Linked DNA regions of Capsicum annuum: region 1 is linked to region 2. The links are chromatin contacts, called in public Hi-C maps. All regions are on one chromosome and are shown on one strand. Each heading gives the region's core, a stretch centred on a gene start, on an enhancer-like site or on the middle of the called end of the contact. The rest is flanking DNA. Distances are from core to core; before and after follow the strand shown.

Evidence for each region. Hi-C and Micro-C count contacts between places; a contact is called where the count stands out from the background.
Region 1: a contact with region 2 is called in a Hi-C map of leaf, with 3 times the contacts expected there. The contact joins the enhancer-like site here to the promoter of LOC107878066 in region 2. A contact is called at or near these places in 3 of 5 Hi-C or Micro-C datasets (leaf, pericarp and placenta).

The regions. Positions count from the first base shown.
Region 1 is chr7:175,392,693-175,397,473 of UCD10Xv1.1, reverse strand. LOC107878065 reads left to right here. Exons shown (of 15, transcript XM_047393861.1): 14 at 664-751; 15 at 1,660-2,449. The coding sequence ends at 1,843. Among protein-coding and RNA genes, the nearest start is that of LOC107878065, 18 kb to the left of the region's middle. Within about 2 kb of position 3,098, at least 4 of the 5 cell types and tissues checked have an H3K27ac peak or open chromatin away from gene starts, as enhancers often do. A contact at or near this core is called in leaf, where this site is marked.
Region 2 is chr7:175,264,470-175,269,362 of UCD10Xv1.1, reverse strand. It overlaps LOC107878066 (zinc finger protein CONSTANS-LIKE 9), which reads left to right and starts at 2,033. Exons shown (of 5, transcript XM_016724942.2): 1 at 2,033-2,227; 2 at 3,328-3,937. The coding sequence starts at 3,350.

The sequences.
Region 1 (4,781 bases), core at 1,849-4,348, 130 kb before region 2:
TCACATCAGGCGTGCCCGCCTGTTTGTTGATCATTCTTTTTTGTACTTCTAGTTATGATTTTCTGATGATTGTTGTCATTTTTCATATTCTCAAGTTGTTGAGTTCGTCTTACACGCTACATTTCATATATTATGTTTCTAGCATGGAAATGTGCTAATAAAATTGAAGATTAGTGACTGGTAGAGACAGCTTTGTTGTCCCCTGGGGATGAATACTTTTAATTCTTATCTTCGGTAGCATGGTTACATCATTTGATTTTTTAGTGCTTTTCTCACAAAAAAGAGGAAATTGTCAATTAATTCATATTTTAGGATGGGTAGACAGATAAACTTCATGCCTAGGTGATACATGGGCATAACATGCCTTTACTTTTACTGCAATTTATCAGAAATTTAAGTCTTCTGCAATAAACAATAAATTTGTCCTTGTGGAGTAAGTTTTGTCGAGGGTCAATCTGAAACAATCTCTCTACTCCCTAAAAGTATGGGTAAGGCTGCGTACATCTTACCTTCCCCAGACCCCACTTGTGGGGATTACACTGGGTTTGTTTTTGTGGCGGAGTAAGTTTTTAGTAGTCCTTGCTATTGGCAGATAATTTAAACTATTTTGGTGGCTTAAGCATGGTGCATTTTTATAACTAACAGTTGACTTCACGTTTGCAGTTGAGAAACTTGAGTTGCAGCTTCATTTTATGAATTTTACTACTGGAAAGAAGGTGAAACTGACACTGGACGTGTCATGCTTGAATAGGTAGAGTCCTTATGTCTATACAGCTACTTTTTTGTTTTCACTTTTCTTAAAAGATGGTGTATGAAGTATGAACTAGTTCATATTTGTCATGCTTCCTGCAGGATAAGTTATCTATACTGTGCATTATAAAATGTCCATTTAGTTGTCAAAACCAGAAAGAAAAAAGGGAACTAATGTTAAAAATAGTTTGATAAGTTGGTTGCTGCACATAGGTGATAAGACAAGCACAATGAAATCATTTAAGCTGGTTTTGGAAACCTATCTATCTGGTCTCGAATTTTCTTGTCTGCTCTTTCTATCCCAGTTAGAAAAATGGAGACCGTGGGTTGTTTGTGTGTCATTTTTTTGAAACAGAAGAGTTGATGTATGATCTGAACATAATAATGCTCCATTAGTTCCAGTCTTCTCTTCTTAGAGAAAAGCTTAAAACATTAGCTCATCACATTCCTTAGTCTGGCGGTTTTTAAACTGCTAGCTTATTTCTGACATAGGAAAGCCATATGGTCTGAACCATCAGTTATTAACAATATCGGATAAAGTGATGCATCTGAGGCACAGGCTACTGTGCTCTAAGCAGATAGGCGCACATACAATTAAATCAAGCAATTAAGTTGCATTAGTGTGACCACCTGTGGCAGGACAACTACATCACTTTACACCATACAAAATTTGTCTGAAGTTCTGCACATATATCATTTTATAACCTCAGTCCTCCTTACTGGTAATTTAGTCAGAACTGTTTTCTCTATTAGAAGTTTTTTTTAATCATCATATGGGTTGTGTTGATTGGTAGCGAATTCTGCTTTTCATTAATTCTTCATAAGATTATCTACCAACTTCTAATTGATATGTGACAAGATCTTCAATGTTTCTCACAATTTACTAACGTTCTGAGGATTTTATGACAGAGGGGTCTATCCTTCAGAAGTTGTTCCATCTCAGTTTGCAGCTCTAGCTGTTCCCGCGAAACATTCAGATGATCCACTACTTGATGAAATTAGAAATGCTGTCAAAAGCCTTAGAGATGGATACATGAGGATTATACGGCTATGTGATTGTATTTCGCAGGTGGTTCAAGCCTCGGGTGGATAACTTCAGCAGAAAGGACAATTAAACAACCTGGATGAATAGACTCTTGTTGGGGTTTCCACTGCATGGAACAGATACGAACTTCCCATTGTGTACTGCTATCGTTGCCAAATTGCACAGGCTCTCCATTGTCACAGATCCTCTACTGCTGCAACAATTGTGCGTCATATATCGAATGATGATGGTTGTATATAGGGTGAGATTGTAGCTGAATGTATAACTTGTTATCCGTCCATGCTGAAAAGTAATGTCTTTCGGAGCATTCTCCCAGGCCTGGTTTTCTTTTTTCTCCAAACCCTTCTTATTTTCTTGTTTTCCTTTTTGTGGACGAGGGGCATGGGGGTCTAAAATTTAGAACTAGAGTGATCAGTGTGTACTTTAATGAAATAGTAACACAATCTGTTAGGCTGGCTGCATTTTGTTCGTGTACACGTTCCCTAATGAAAGGGTGAAAACTCTGACGAGGAACTCTATAGTTTGCCTATTATTTTATCTGTATGGGTTTTCATACTTGATGCAAATGTATTTAAAAGTGTCGTAAGTATTTCGAAATGTGAATTTGACTAGGGATGGCAAGTACTAACTGTTCATTATTGCAGTTACTTTTCACAGGCTCGTTTGGTCATATATTCTGCTGGTTGTCGCTGTTCATTATTGCAGTTACTTTTCACAGGCTTGTTTGGTCATATATTCTGCTAATTGTCGTTTACCCTCCCTTATCTTTATCTTTTGGGCTAAACACATTGCTAGTTTTCTAAACTTGGCAAGAACTTTTACCTTGACATCTAAAGTGAATGCCGATCGTTTTCCCACTGTGTCATTTTGACACTTTTTACTGACTTGGCATATTATCTGTGCTGCACCTACCTTAAGTGCGTGACTAGCTATTTTATTTTGTAAAAAATATATATATATATATATATATATATATATATATTTGCTTCATCTTCTTCACTCTCCTCCATCTTTATGTATTAAATTCACAACTTGAAATAAATACTTGAAGAGGAAACAATTTTCAAGGTAAAATATTGAAATTCTTTATTCAAACAGCGTTCCATTACTTTAGACTGAAGAAATTGAAAGAAAATTAAAGATTCCATTAAAGCTAGTTTAAAGCTTCTTGTAAAAAACAATAATTCTAAAAATTAAATTTCGTTGCACTTGACTGGAAATTTGGTGGGCCTTTTTATGTGGTTGTGTTGCTAGATTCATTGCACGCAAAAACCTCAAAGACACTTTGTATCTTCACCATTGCCGGTGTTTGTGCCGCCATTGTCTGAAATTGCAATGGTGGCATCACTTTCAAACTCTAATTCAACGTGTTGTAGCTGAAATTAGTTGGAGCTCTTGTGTAGATGAGTTTGCCTGCTCCAAATGCCAATTTTGGCATTGAATTTGACGGGAGAAAGTTGCCGGAGCTTCGATGTGTTTTTTTTAACTCAAAATTCATTGTTTAATAATTATTTTTAGGCATAAATTAAATGACAAATGTTCTCATGGTGGTCAGAGGAGGTGGAGTTGGTCGAAGGAGTGGTTGGCGGTAAGCTACTTGTTTTCCTTTTAAAAAAAAATTAACTAAATAGTTTTAAAATAGATTTTTCTCGCCATATATTTTAATAATTATTTTTTGTATATATGCGACACGTTTTTATTTAATTTGCTACTTTGATATGTCATCGGCTAGTGTGTTACATGCACCTTATCTATTTAGCTAATTATCAAAAAAGTGTCAAAATGACACAGAACGATCTTACATGAGGTGTCTAGAATAAATAAGGCTTAGTGGAGGTGCTGAAATAAAAGTTTGTGTTAAGTTTAGAGGTGTGTTGATGTGTTTGACCTATCTTTTGATATATTCAATGGATTTATCATATTGACAATTATTTTGACCATTAACTTATTGTAATCTTTGTATTTTAATCTAGGTTAGTCACAGAAACTAAGTTTATATCATCAGTAAATGAAGAAATTATTCGGTTGTTTTAACGGATAGAATTTGTTCATTTGTGTTTGCGTATTGAACGTATTGAGAGTTCTTTCATCTATGTTTGTGAAAGTTTCAAAATCATGGAGAAAAAGAGTAAAATGCAACAAGTGTTCTATGAAGATGAAAAGAGAAAAGAAACTAATTTCATATTTTCAAAAATATCTCTTGAGCTACAACATAATAAATGCCTCTTATATAGTTGGGCAAGTCCACCGACTTAGTATCCAAATTGGGTTATTACAAAAATAAGTCAATTCATATAAAAATGCAAAGTACAGAAATAGAAGACAAAATCACTACTCACTACGTAACGCAAACAACCCCTCTTAAGTTGGAGGGTGGACACACACCCAACTTGCCAAGTTAAAGCTGGTGCTAAGAACTAATCAAGGACTTCGTAACTATGTCAGCTGGTTGGAAAGCAGTGCGCACATGAGACAGAGAAATAAGACCCTCAACCAACTTGGTGTGGATAAAATGACAATCAATCTCAATGTGTTTAGTATGAAAAAAGAAATTCATGGCGATGTGTATAACAGCCTGACTATCACAGAGAATAGGAATACCTCGATCAATAGTTAAACCAAAATCCAAGAGCAAACGAACCAGCCATGACAACTCAGCAAAAAGCTTGCTCATAGCCCTATTTCAACCTCCGCGGTTGCTTTTTGGATTTCCAACTGAGAAGGTTGCCCCTTAAAGAGACACAAAAATCAATAACGGAGCGATGAGAATCAGGACATGCAACCCAATCACTATAACAATAACCCACCAGAGAGAAATCAGGAGAGTTACTCAAATAGATCCCAACATCAGGAGTCCCTTTAAGTATCGCAAAACACGCAAGGCAGCATCCATATGAGGAACTCGAGGAGACTATAAAAATTGACTAAGGTGTTGTACGGTAAAACAGAGGTCAGTTCTAGTGTACGTAAGAAAATTAAACTTACC
Region 2 (4,893 bases), core at 784-3,283:
ATACCAAGTCCACACTCCAAAGGCCACATACTTGTGTGAATATTGCTCAAGCAAACTTGAAACTATTAAACATAGTCATAAAGTAGACTCTTAACTTTACATCCAGTTCGTTACATCCAGTTTATGTTCCATCCAGTTTAATGTAAATGTTATTCATGTTACGTCCAGTTCTTCCCTTCTTGGAGTTGGATCAAACTACAATAACATAGGTTTTAAGGGGTTTCATTAATTGAGCCACACGTATCAACGTGTAACAAGACCAAACAAAATTGTTTTTTTCTAGTGTAAAACTGTGTATTCAGAAGTGTAAAACTACCAAACAAAATTGAATTTTTCTCAAAATATGGTTGAAAATCACCACTATTATCACCAAATAGGATCACTATAAGCATGCCCAACTTTAACATGGTAATACCAAATTTCGTATCGAACCAAAATTTAATTTACCAATCACCGAATCGAAGTTTAATGGTATGATATTTGGTATCTACTTTCAATTACCAATTATCGAATTACCAAACCCGAATTATGAAAATACCAAACTGAATACCGAATGTCCACCCTTACTTATTTCCATATTATTTCTTCAAATATAAATTAAATATAATGTTAATATCTATTGTTTCTTGTTTATATATACCCTTTTCCTAGTTTGATTTTGAGGCAATGTTTTTACTTGATGCGAAGCCAGGTACAAGCCTTGAGACGGTGGGTTCTAAGCTCCATGAAACTTTAATTTTTAATACTTTATACATGATCATAATAACGAAATAAAATTACATTGCAAACAATTCAAATGAATTAAAGTGAAAATATATTTAAAACTATTTCATCTTAAAATGGTAATCAAAGTCATTAACTAATTAAAGAAATAATCAGAAGTGTTCATCTCAAAAAATTAGTTAAACTTTGTAAAAAGATTGACTAGAAAACTATAAAGTAGCTTGTAAAAAGAGGAACCCAAAGACGAAAACTAGTTGAAAATAAAAAAGAAGAAGGAACCTACAATAGGGGCATCGAACTAGAGAGAGTGTGACGGATCATGTATTTTGTTTAAATTTTGCACTTCATCATTAATTTTTTCATTTACCTAGTGAAAGACGAAGAGTAAGAATAAAACTACTTAGATTTTTAAGTTTTTTAACTTTTTAAAATTTAATAACAAGTTGAATTTTATATTTTTTATGTTAATTTAAATATTTATTTAGCAATTTTAATTTTAATTAGGAGACTTTTTATGGACTTATTCCCCAAAATAAAACTCGTCCAATGTCTAGGCATACCCTCAGACTGGCAGAACATACATCGCACGATACTTTTGCGCCTAGCCCCAACATCTCTCCAAAATATTTTTCTAATGCCTCACCCTGATTCTTGAGGGTCACCTCGGCGACTCGCCTTAGAAGTGCTTTTTAAAACACTATTTATTATTACTTCTTCCGTTCTATATTAGTTGATCATTTTACTAAAAATAGTTATCTCATATTAGTGTTTACCTTAATTTAAGAGAGCATTAATTAATTTTTTTGATATTATGCATGTAATTAATTTTTTTTTGAAATTATTCACACGTATTTATAATATTTTTAAAAATATTTCAAAATTTTGTTAATAAAATTATTTTTATTTATAATTTTTTAATATACATATAACTAACAAACATGGAACAATAGGAGCACTAAACTACGAGGGAGTAGCAAGTAGAATAATGGGGGATGAGAAACCAATATGAGTTGTGGTATAGTGGATGAGATTATTTCATTCTTAATTAGAGGTTGAGGGTTTAACCAAGGATATAGAAAAAATTGTTGAGAGCGCTGTCATCTTTATGAGCCCATAAGACATGATCCGTATTAGTCGAGACTCTAATACGGACATCATTCACCGGATGAAAAATAAAAAAAAGATGAGAAAGGGCCTAATATTTATTCAAGAAGTGATCGGGTCCCACATCACAGCCTCCCTAGTGGATCCCATCTCTCCTGCACTTTTTGACAGCTCACACTATATTTAATTATTATATCAGCAACTCCACAATTCTCACAGAAATACAAACTTCCAACACCAGAAAGAGAGAGAGAAACAGAAAGAGAGAGAGACAGTGGAGGACTAGAAAGGTCTACAAACTTTTTCATGTATTAGGGTTTATTGGAGGTGCAAAATAAAGGGATTTAGTTTCTTGTGTGCTGTGTAAATTCTTTTCCTGCCACCTCTACAGTTATTTTAGGTAAAAGGTAGTTGCTTTCTTGATTTCCTTTCATTTTCTTCTTTTTTTTGCTTAATTGCTTTGCTTTACCTTTGAAATGAAATGGGGTTGCTTTGTTTCTCTTCTTTTATCTCTTTCTTGATTGCTCCCTCAGAACATTAACTGTTCATCTGACAATTTTGCTTATCTTTACACTTGGATTATCGTTTTATTCCATTGTTTAGGATGATTTGTCAGGTTATCTATACTATTTTTCCAGGACTGTTTCTTATTTCTTTCTTTATACTATATACTGCTTCAACTGTTTTTAGATGAGCTGAGGTCTATCGAAAACAACTTGTCTACCTTAGACTTTAAGGTAGCGGTAAGGTCTGCATAGCTCTATCCTTCCCGGACCTTACTACGTGTCTAAATCTTTGCCTAAGCTATTCTCTAACTGATTTGATTCTGTTTTTCTTTTTTCTGTTGAATACCCCTCTTCCTTTTTTTAGCTTGCTGAAAATGTTCTACTGTTTGAAGAAGTTTTTAAATGAATCTAGAAGTTTTTGATTAATGCTTTCTTTTGTCCAGTTTCCAAACTATTTTGTAATGATGGAATTAGGATTATCTCAAAAAGAAAAAAAAGTAAAAATGATTTTGGTTGTAGATAATGATGCTTAAAATAGACCAATGTGGCTCTATGAAAAATTGTCAGATTTTTTTTTTCCGGATTCTTGATTCCCTATTTGTTTGGAGCACCTTTTTCCATTTCTGATTGGCATCTTTTATTCCATGCCTTTTTTTTTCAGTGCCACTGTGTGTACTAATCCAAAATAGATTTTGTTTTTTCTAAGATCTAAGGTTAGGTCTTGAAGTACTTGAGAAATTTTTCTTTTTTCTTTTTAGATAGATCAGGCATATCGAGATATGAAGAATAGACTTGTATTCTGTTTCAGTTTGCTTCTCTTTTTTGGTGTCACCTTTAATGATGCAGATTCCTTTTCCTTGTAACAGTTATTAGCACAAATTCGATTCTGTTTCGGGGAGAGCAATTTATATTGCTTAGAAGTTTTTAACTTTATCATAAAAGTTATAAGCTTCTAACAGAGACCTGAAGATTTGTACACTGTTTTTCATCTTAGAAATAACTAGGAGAAAAAGGTGATGGGTTACACATGTGAATTTTGCGGGGAGCAACGATCAATTGTCTATTGCCGGTCTGATGCAGCTTGCTTGTGTTTGTCCTGTGATCGAAATGTCCATTCTGCAAATGCCTTGTCACAGCGTCATTCCAGGACACTTGTATGTGAAAGATGTAATTCCCAACCAGCTATTTTCAGATGTGTGGAGGAGAGGGTCTCTCTATGCCAGAATTGTGATTGGATGGCTCATGCTAGTTCTAGTACAGGCTCAACACATAGGAGACAAGCACTTAGTTGTTATACAGGTTGTCCTTCCGCGGCAGAGCTCTCTACTATCTGGTCATTTCTTCTAGAGGACCCTTCAGTTGGTGATTCGACTTGTGAGCAGGGGATGGGTTCAATGAGCATCACTGATTGCCGACCTGGAGATAGCAAACATTCTCAAGTGAAGGACAAATCTCAAGACATGTCTTCTGCACTTGATGAAGTAAATGATTTGCATAATTTAGTCAAGTCTGCCCCTTTGGTGGGATCATCAATGCCTAATCTTGATAACGACCTACCCAATGTGGAACCGCCTGTTGGATCCACAAATTTAACTTGGTCTAAGGTAATCTAAGTTCTCAGACATGCATTTTGTTCACAAGTGAAGAAATTAGATGCATCGTGGAACATCCATTTCCAATTTTTGTTCACTGAAGTGTATTACTATCCTGTCCTTTGATGTATAGCACTGACTACCAATGAGTAAGTCAGTGTTCTTCGTACTCTTTTGCTGTTGGTGTTGAAGCTAAGGTCTTGCTCCTTGTTGTTCCTCAGGATGTACCAGCAGACTCAATTTTGCTTTTGCCAGTGCCATAAATCCCTTTTTGTCTTACTAAATAGGAAATTAGCGGAGTTCTAAGAGGTTTATATACCAAATCGTATAAATAAAATTTACTCCCTCTATCTCAATTTATGTGATGCACTTTCCTTTTTATGTACACTCAACCCTCCTTAGACCCCTCTTGTGGGGCTTCACTGGGTATTGTTGTTGTTGATTTTGTCGTTGTTGTACTTTCCTTTTTACCTTGTTCTAAGAAGAATCATTCCTTTATATATTGTGGTAAGAGTTTGACTTTAAACTTTCATTTTATCCTTAATGCGATGATTTGTTGCCACACAAATATCTGTAGCTTGTTTTAGACTATAAGTTTCAAAAGTATGTTTTTCTTTCTTAAATTCCGTTCCTAGTCAAACAACATCACGTAAAATGGGACGGAGGGTGTAGTATTTGATATTTTCATCTGTCTTGAGACGATCATTCCACATTTTAACTTAGCATTAAAATGCTCTTGCGTGTTGCGTCCCTATAAATTGGTGAAGGATGATTTTGTTCTTCCACGAATTAACTAGATTTCTTAACCCTCTATTGCTTGTCGATTTCCTAACTAATGAAAGGTTATAATTTCGAACAATTTGCACCTCAAATTAGTTCTTTCCTTCCTTCGATGACATGTTTTTCTCTGTATTGTTTGTTATTTGTCATCTAGGACTATTACCGCTGATGATAGCTTCTTTTATTTG